Linked DNA regions of Zeugodacus cucurbitae: region 2 is linked to region 1. The links are chromatin contacts, called in public Hi-C maps. All regions are on one chromosome and are shown on one strand. The core of a region is the stretch at or near the end of the contact, and the rest is flanking DNA. Distances in the headings are between cores, read along the strand shown. Region 1 holds the start of LOC105211165 (putative mediator of RNA polymerase II transcription subunit 26). Region 2 holds the start of LOC112694738 (cytochrome P450 4d8-like).

What was found. Hi-C and Micro-C count contacts between places; a contact is called where the count stands out from the background.
Region 2: a contact with region 1 is called in a Hi-C map of whole body, with 7 times the contacts expected there. The contact joins the promoter of LOC112694738 here to the promoter of LOC105211165 in region 1. A contact is called at or near these places in 2 of 2 Hi-C or Micro-C datasets (both in whole body).

What each region holds. Positions count from the first base shown.
Region 1 is chr4:63,986,533-63,990,927 of idZeuCucr1.2, reverse strand. It overlaps LOC105211165 (putative mediator of RNA polymerase II transcription subunit 26), which reads right to left and starts at 2,417. Exons shown (of 11, transcript XM_029039518.2): 1 at 1,784-2,417.
Region 2 is chr4:64,223,871-64,228,265 of idZeuCucr1.2, reverse strand. LOC112694738 (cytochrome P450 4d8-like) reads left to right here and starts at 1,948. Exons shown (of 5, transcript NM_001364884.1): 1 at 1,948-2,304; 2 at 3,034-3,484; 3 at 3,548-4,134; 4 at 4,192-4,395. The coding sequence starts at 2,148. LOC105211129 (cytochrome P450 4d8-like) reads left to right here. Exons shown (of 6, transcript NM_001364883.1): 5 at 1-421; 6 at 477-1,065. The coding sequence ends at 820.

The DNA of each region.
Region 1 (4,395 bases), core at 1,168-3,667:
ACGCCAATAAAAAATAAAACTAAAATACTGAAGTAGTGTATCGGATGAAAGCACTCTTCGCTTCAAAAAATAAACATTAGTAAAGTAAAGAACAGATGTGTTTATTTAACCAAGAGGCGAAATTTAGTGGTTATGGGCTGGTGAGAAATTTAGCTTGTGGCAAGTGAAACGCGAACAGACTATACATTTTTCGAACATCTCTCATACTGTGTTCCGTGGGGCTCATTGGGAATAATTATATAAATTTACAATATTTCGACCGACTTACACATCGAAGTAGAAAAACTTGGAATTTCGAATAATACCGTTATAAGAAAAAAGTTTATTAGGGTTTTTTAGAATTATTTTCGAATTGGGTGCATTTTCGAACTAGACTATAGTTTTTGTGAGAAAATTTTTTAGAACTCTATACCCAATAAACATGGTTGGCTGATACATCGAATTTTTTTCAAGAGATTTACATACTTAGCCCAAAAATATATAGGTCCACGCTCACTTTTTTAATATTATAACTTATATTCGAATTATTCTCTCTAAAACATTCAGAGAAACAGTTTTTAACAGCTCTGATTAAAAATTTTAAAAATATTGGGGTTAGAGTCCTATAATTTTTGGCCTAAATCACTGCACTTTGAGCACCAATATCATGAAGTTAAGTACACTGAAAAAAGTTAATTACATTAATATTTTGCAGAACAGATTTTTCATCTTCAGACGCCTTGTAATGCAATTTCGTTGGTACCGATATCGCAAATGGCCCCTACTCTTATCGAAAATTTCAATTAAATTAAAAGACTTCTTAGGACAGTCCCAATTTTGTCATCACTTTTAACTCAAGAACACTCATATCTCATGTGACAGATAAAAAAATACTTTTTTTTGCAGAGTTAAATGAAAATATTTTAGAAATTAAACACAGTCCAGTATGTTTTTTTGGATCATATTTCTACAATTCACTATGTGAATGGATGTCACACAAATAAAATAAAAAAATATTTTTCGAGGCTTTTGAAAATTTGATAACTTCTTTCTTCGAAGTATACCTTTTGGCGCAAACTGTTTTGAACCCTATAAACCCTATATGTGTTCAATATATTAAGCCTGAATTTTATTTTTTTTTTCTTAAAATTGATGTTTTTGTTTATAGAAAATGTTAAATTAAACTAAATTTCTACTTAATATATTATTTTGCATTTAACTCAAAAGATTAACCAGCTGCCTGGGTTTACTTTCGGCTAGAATCTTACTAGTAATGAGTATTGAGTGTTTTAAGTAAATATATATTGGAAATTAAATTAGCTTCCAAAAGCTATCTAGAGCTATCTATTTGGGATATATGAACGAAGAATTGATTTTGTCATTAACTGAAAAAGGTGAAATCCCAAAATCAAGTTTCAAAACCGAAATAGTTTTATATAATCTGTATTATAACAAATCTCAGGTTTTCTTATTTTAACGTCAGAGTAGTATCAGAAGAATAAAGCGACTGCATTATGGTTTTATTTTATCTAGCTTATTTTTTTTAGTTTACAAAACCCTTAAGTTTTATAACAAATTAGCACTCGAACTTTAGTAGGATATACAAACTCCAATTTATTGGGTCTCAACGACCGATCTGTTGAGTACAGCGTTCTTTGAAAATTTATAGAAATACTTTTATATTCCAAAACTGTTATTGAAAAACGTTTTCAGCAATTATTTTTCTTTTTATATCAACGGTTTTGTTGTAAACTTTGATAAGAATATTATTTCAAAAATATTTCTCTGTTATAAATCAACTTACCAATAATTGCTATGCACACTCACACAAAAATATATATTTCTAAAATATTTAGTATTTATATTACAATTTTGTTTGTATTACTAATTTATTTATATAAATTTTTACACAAAAATCACTACAACACACTTCACTATAATATTTATTCACCGCAAATTGTTCAATAACAACGATCTTTTACGATCATCGCTTGCGCATTTATAAACTCTCTTTGATTGCAAAAAATATTTGTTTTAATATTCTCAATGAATTCCTTAAATTCACTTTACAAACAGTTTCACTTTATGTGTTTTCACATTAAATTCGCATCATCGGAATCGTAAAAATCATATTCGTATTTACAATTTACAGATTTGAAATTCCTCAAAACACGTATACTTCACGCGTATTTGCCTTCCTGCTGCGCTAAATTCTAAGTTGATGCGCGAATAATCGGATGGCGCAATAAACTGAAAAACACGCGAAGGCCGTTTCTGAGTAGCTCGCACGAAAACACGTCTAAACGCACGGAAAAGTCGTTACCAACTGAATCGTACGATTGCCGTTACATTGCACGAAATGCCGAATGGGCCGCCCAAGCACAAATGACAGCGCACGACGGCGCTGAATAGCAAGCCATGATGGTGAACAGCGAAAAAACGGAAAAGACGAAAGGCAACAGCGAACAGCCGTCAAATGCCAACCAACAGCCGGCCGACCATTCTCAACTCGAGTATTGCTGTGGAGTGCAGCAAGTAACGGTACTATGGGAGAGCATGCATCTCAGCAAACTTAAGAGCACACTCACGTGCACAGTTTTCATTTGTTTACAGTGGTGTATTTAGGCGTTGAGAAGATGTTGCCGGATGTTAAATGTTTATGAATTAGAATATTAAATGATTTTATAGAAGTTTCTAAGGATTCTTCAGACACGAGACGAAATTAATGAATCAAGAGAATTACTGTATTTGAGAGAACTGCAGGATTGGAGCGCAGTGGAAGTAATTAAGGGACTAATTAGGTTTATTGAATCCTAAATGTATGCTACATTTATTTAAATTCATTGCAATTCTTCTCAAAATACTTGTCATCGCAATCGATTTCGTATTTTAGAAGTCTATTATTTTTTTATCCAAAATTGAGAAACTATTATTTTTTCAAATCAGTATTATTGATGGACTACTCACCCTAAAGGTAGGCAACGATTTATGAAATTAATTTCAAAGGGCCTTAAAATCACTTTCTTAGTTGTCTGTCCGTGTAAAGATTCACTCTCAATTGAATAAAAATTAATTTAAAATATACAAAAAATTTTGGGCTATCTGGCAACCTCTCAAAATAAACCATTTCTAGCACGTGTGCCGTTTGTTACGCCAAAAATTCACTTCTCCGACTTTCTTCACCGGCATGTAAACAAATGTTACTTAACATACACTGTTAAATTAACATATTGTTAAAACAGCCGGCTAACAGCAACTTGCGCTCTCATTTAACACACTCGCATGAAGTTAACATTTGTTGTTGCTTGTGCAAACAGTATTAGACATTTCACTTTACTTTTTTTGTTGGCCAAATGCCACCACTTTCGCGTCTGTCGCACACAACATTGTTGTTGTAGGTTTTTTGTATTTGTTTGCCTTTTGGATTTTGGTGGTGGCTCTTAAATTGTGTGGCTAGCGCTTTGCATGTGTGTTTGTCGGTGTATGTACACAGGCGTGTTGGTGTGTTTAAAGCTTTATTGTTGTGTTGGTATCCTGCTGGTGGTGTGCGTGTCGGCTTCGCTTGTAATTGGCGGGAAATAGAATGTAAACATTGCAGACTTTCGGCTGCACAATGTCGCTATACGCAATGTTGCTAGCAGCGAGAATGTTCCGCAATATTTGCGCTTAGTGGAATGCATTTGGATATGTTGATTGAAAATTCATTTTTTTTTTGAAAATTTCTAGAGGATAAATTTTAAGAATGTTAAGTTTTAAGATAATATTGACGCGATCAAACAATAATATTTTGGTATGCGTTTTTCTCCAGCTGCGTACGAATTTATTTGTAGAATAGAAAAATCTTGGAATAAGTTATTTATAAAATTGTAAATCTTGGTGAAAGAGTCAGCCACTTAGCACAATATTTATCAAATACTTTTCAGACTGAAAACAAACATGTAATAATACTTTTCTATGGAAATTTATATGTTTCCATTTAAAATTTATTTACTTTATAAATACCCTGCGGGAAAATTTGAAGTTAACATATAAACATTGAGAAGTACTGTATATTAATGAAAAAGTATTAAAGAAAAAACTTAACTCAATAATTAAAAATTAATTAAGGACCACAGAAGAAATTACTCAAATTCTAAATTATTCTTCGTTGTTGATGCAAAATTACCTATTCTATGTCCTTAAGCATAGTTTCAGGCTTCCCGATTATTGCAGCGTTTTTCAAGCGGTAGTGGCTGCTATTAAGGCAGCGACGGATATATTGCTTCGATGCACACCAACCTTTAGGAAGGTGACGATCCACTCGGATCTTAGTTCACTGACTATGCGCTCAAGGTTGGTTAGGGAATGCCTATTCTCACTGTCGGTGGCATCGTTATACTATTCAATTAGATTAGTCTGGGTTCCTCGCTTACAAGG
Region 2 (4,395 bases), core at 699-3,198, 240 kb before region 1:
GAGGCACTTGAAAATAATCGAAATGTACAAAAGGTGGATGAAGATTCGTCGGGAGATTCTCAGATCGTGGGCAGCAAGAAACGTATGGCTCTACTTGATATGCTGTTGCAGTCGACGATCGGTGATCAACCGTTGTCCGATGAAGATATACGCGAGGAAGTCGATACTTTTATGTTCGAAGGACACGACACCACAACTTCGGCCATCAGTTTCACATTGCATTTGCTCTCACGCCATCTAGAGGTACAACAGAAGGTGCTACAGGAAGTTGCCGTTGTGTTAGGTGATGATCGTGAGCAACCGATCAGCTTGCGTGAACTCAATGAGCTGAAATATACGGAATGTGTTATTAAGGAGACACTCCGTCTCTATCCATCCGTGCCGATTGTGGGCCGACAATTGACGAAGGACTTCAAATACAGTGAGTTCTATGTGTAATTACATAATTTTAAAATTGTTTACGAAATTTTACACAGCGCATTCACAAATTGGTGATGGTGTCATACCCGCGGGCACTGAAGTGCTTATCGTGCTTTTTGGCATGTTGCGACAGGCGCGTTATTTTGAGCGCCCCGATGACTTTGTGCCCGAACGTCATTTGAATAATGAGTGCGCTAGTGCATTCCTCTTCATACCTTTCAGTGCTGGCCCTCGTAATTGCATCGGTCAGAAATTCGCCATGCTGGAGATGAAGATGATCATTGCCAAGATCGTGCGCGAATATGAGCTGTTGCCTTTCGGTGAGCCTGTGCAACCTGAAATAAATATTGTTATGCGCTCAGCGACTGGATTTCAGCTGGGTATGAGGAAGAGAGACTGAAGGTTGGGTAGCGATCTATATGGTGTTTGGTTGTTTCATATTTAGAATATTGCTTATTTTGTATGGGAGTGATTAAATATAGTGTGGGTAGAAATGTGTCTATTTTGTTTCTTTATTGATAGTTTTATAAAATTTGGGATCAGCATAATAAAGAAAACGTATATAATATTTATATAGTTTAATAAAGACTGCTGTTTTCAAAAGAGAGGTGGTTGAAGACAATACTTCGTAAACCTGTATTGGGAAATTTTAATAATGACTCAATGTTTCTTCAATAAACTTGTCGAAATCAACCTTAAAGCACTGTAATTCTTAGTTCTTATTATCCATAACACACTGTATTTACATATAATGAAGTCTATAGCTCACACTCTATTTGGTTTTTTCAACTTTTGGCGCGTAACGGGTTAAAAAGTCATTAGTGTGTCATTTAACTGCGCAAACTTTTAGTTCAAGCTATGGAGCTCCGCTCTACGCCGGCTATACGCTTGCGAAATCCACTTCCGTAAATTAACGCTAATGGACGCAGTTAAAATGCGACTCACTTATTGTTGTTGTTGCTGCCGTTGTTGACCCGCTGAAGCTGTGTTGCTCACGCTGTTCCACTTGTTTTTCAGCCACAAGCGTACAAATTTGCTTTGACGCTCTCTCAACTCAAGTCATTTACATGGCAATTGCGGTTGTCTCGCTCGTGCACGCTCTCACACACATTACCGCTAATCTACGAACACAATCGGTTGTTGGTGAGATCAACAAATAAACAAAATCGCTGAACCAAAACAAACACAAGACACTGGCGCTAGAGATTATTCAATACCTGTGTATAGCTTCTTACATATATACACATTTCTTTGGACCCAAACAAGTAATTTGTCAGTGTTGGTAAAAAAAGCACATCTTTATTGACGGCATTGTTAAGTTTATTGTGTTTTGGTAATAAAGCTGTTGACTCTCGAGTGATCGCTAGCAAATTTTTATGAATTAACACAATTCAATACGCGGATAAAGATCAGCGCAAAAACAAAATTCCATTCCATACGCAGCAAATAGCGGTGCATGGGGCGCTCAGGTGTGGCGTAGTCGAAATAATTGGAGTGGAAGCCGCATTGCGACAGCAGCCGTCGACTGCGCAGTCGTGGCGCGGACGCTCGTGCGCATAGGCCTCACAGTCTCCAGTCGAATAGCAACAGCAAGAGTAAGAGCAGCAGCCGCTGGCTTTCGGTTGTGCTGCACTTCAGCTTTGTTTTGCATCTTTCGGCGTTGGTTACTTTCAATTTTCAGTTTTCAGTTTGTTTGTTTCGGTCACTTCGACGTGTCGTGTTGCAATATGATCGTTATTTGCATATTCATTTCGTTGACAATCGTTTCGGCGCTGAATTATGTGAAGACGCGTAGGAAACGTGCGCTCATCACGAATCTAAGTGGTCCCTTGGCTTTGCCGCTAATCGGTTCGGTGCAGAAGTTCTTATTGCTGACGCCAAGAAGTGAGTTTTGTGTTGTTTTTGCTGGTAAAAGTGTTGTTGTATAAGCCAAGTTACCAAATTAAGTGTTCGAAAGTGTTGTAAGAAATCGCAAAAACCCTTTCTCGTGAAAAATGTAAACGACGACTCATTGGACTGGAATGGGTCTTCTAAAAAATTCAGCAATAACGGTCTGAATTCATAGAATAGCGTCTAAGAGCTTCTAAAAAAGTTTCATAATATTGGTGATACACGTCTATATAGTCAGATCCATGACTATCATTCGGTGGTCCTAGAGCTCCCGGTAGAAGTTCTCACTTAGATGAAATCTTCGCGACTTTTTAGTCTCGTAAAATGGTTAATCCTTCGTTGAGATCTTAGAACTGCGCCGGGATGTGATCCATGCATCCAACAAAAAATGCCACCTTTGGGTCCTTCTATCTTATAATATTTTCGAAGTTCAACTTCATTGGATTCCAAACTCAGTATGTAATTAGTATCTACCTCATATTTTTATGCTCAAACTTTCGGAACCTTTTAAAGGGTATTAATATACGCTAAAATAATCGGATTCCTTTTTTACGAAATCAGTATCATTTGAAATGAAATAAAATTGGACCTTCATAATATCCTAACTTTCCAAGAGGTTTTATCAAACTGTATTGAAATATTGAAGTCAGCACTCTTAACCTCCTCCGGTATTGAAATCCAACAGTAATATTCACTTAATAAATGAAAGTGAAATTTTCACAGATTTTCTCGTCAAGTCACGCAATTATCTCAACAAGTTCGGCACGCTCTCGCGCTGTTGGGTCTTCGATCGGCTATTCATACTCACCGCCGACTCAGAGTTTGTCACACAGCTGCTGCACAGCGCAGATCATTTGAATACGGGCTACAACAATCTGTTGCAACCGGTCTACGGTGTTGGACTGTTGCGACGAGATGCCGACGAATGGCAACAGCAGCGACAACTGATCGCGCATGCGTTGCGTCCACAGATGCTGACGGACTTTGTGGAGATATTTGCAGCAAAAGCACAGTTATTGGTGGAGCGCCTACGCGAAGAAAGCGATGGTAAAAGCAGCTTCGATATACAACCGTATGTGCAGAGAGCGGTGCACGATATGCTCATTGCAACTGCAGTGGGCGTGGAGAGCAAAGCGCAGTGTGCGCCAGCGCAGTATGCACAAGCTGTGTCGGCGTAAGTTGGGGAAACTGTTAAATTAATTTTGTGGCAATTGTATTGTCTTTAATTTTATTTTAGGCTCATTGAGCTCTTCAAGTCGCGCTTTCTTAGTCTACACTCCGCGAATGCCGCAATCTATAGCATACTTTGTCCGCTGAAGAAACGTCGCCAGCAGCGTCTATTGAAGACGCTCAATCGCATAAATAACGAATTGATTTTGGAGCAACGCGCTGTCGCTACAACAACACCGTCAGCTGATAAGTCGTATGGCGCGGTTTACACAATCCAAGTGCATGAGTCACCCAGCGAAACTGAGCCACTGCGGCTTGGCACACTTTTGAAACAGCTGCTCGCTGCAGAAATAGCCGGTGAGCCACTGAGCAACGCAGAGATCAGCGATGAGCTGAATACCTTCATATTTCAAGGTTGCCTGCTAACACCGGCGGCAATCTCTTTTGCGCTTGTCGCGATCTCACGACATCCGAGCGTACAACAAAAAGTACTCGATGAATTGCGTAGCGTGTGGCCGAAGGGTACGCCGTGCACTTGTACACTGGAGAATTTACAGAAGCTGAAATATTTGGACTGCGTTATACAGGAAACGCTAAGACTATACCCGCCACAGCCGATTATAGCGCGCGATCTCAAGAAGAACTTCAGCTACAGTAAGCTTTATATACTTTCAGAAAGGGATTATTAAACTATACACCTTTCCATTACAGCCCACTCAAAGGTCAAAGACGGCGTTTTACCCGCTGAATCGGAGATCTATATAAATATATTTGAAATACTGCGTCAACCGGAAAACTTCGCAGATCCCGCCTGCTTCCGCCCCGAGCGGTTTAATACCGCTGAAAGTACAGAAATGCTTGCCTGGGGTCTTGGCCCACGCAATTGTGTGGCTCGAAAGTACACTATGCTGTTGA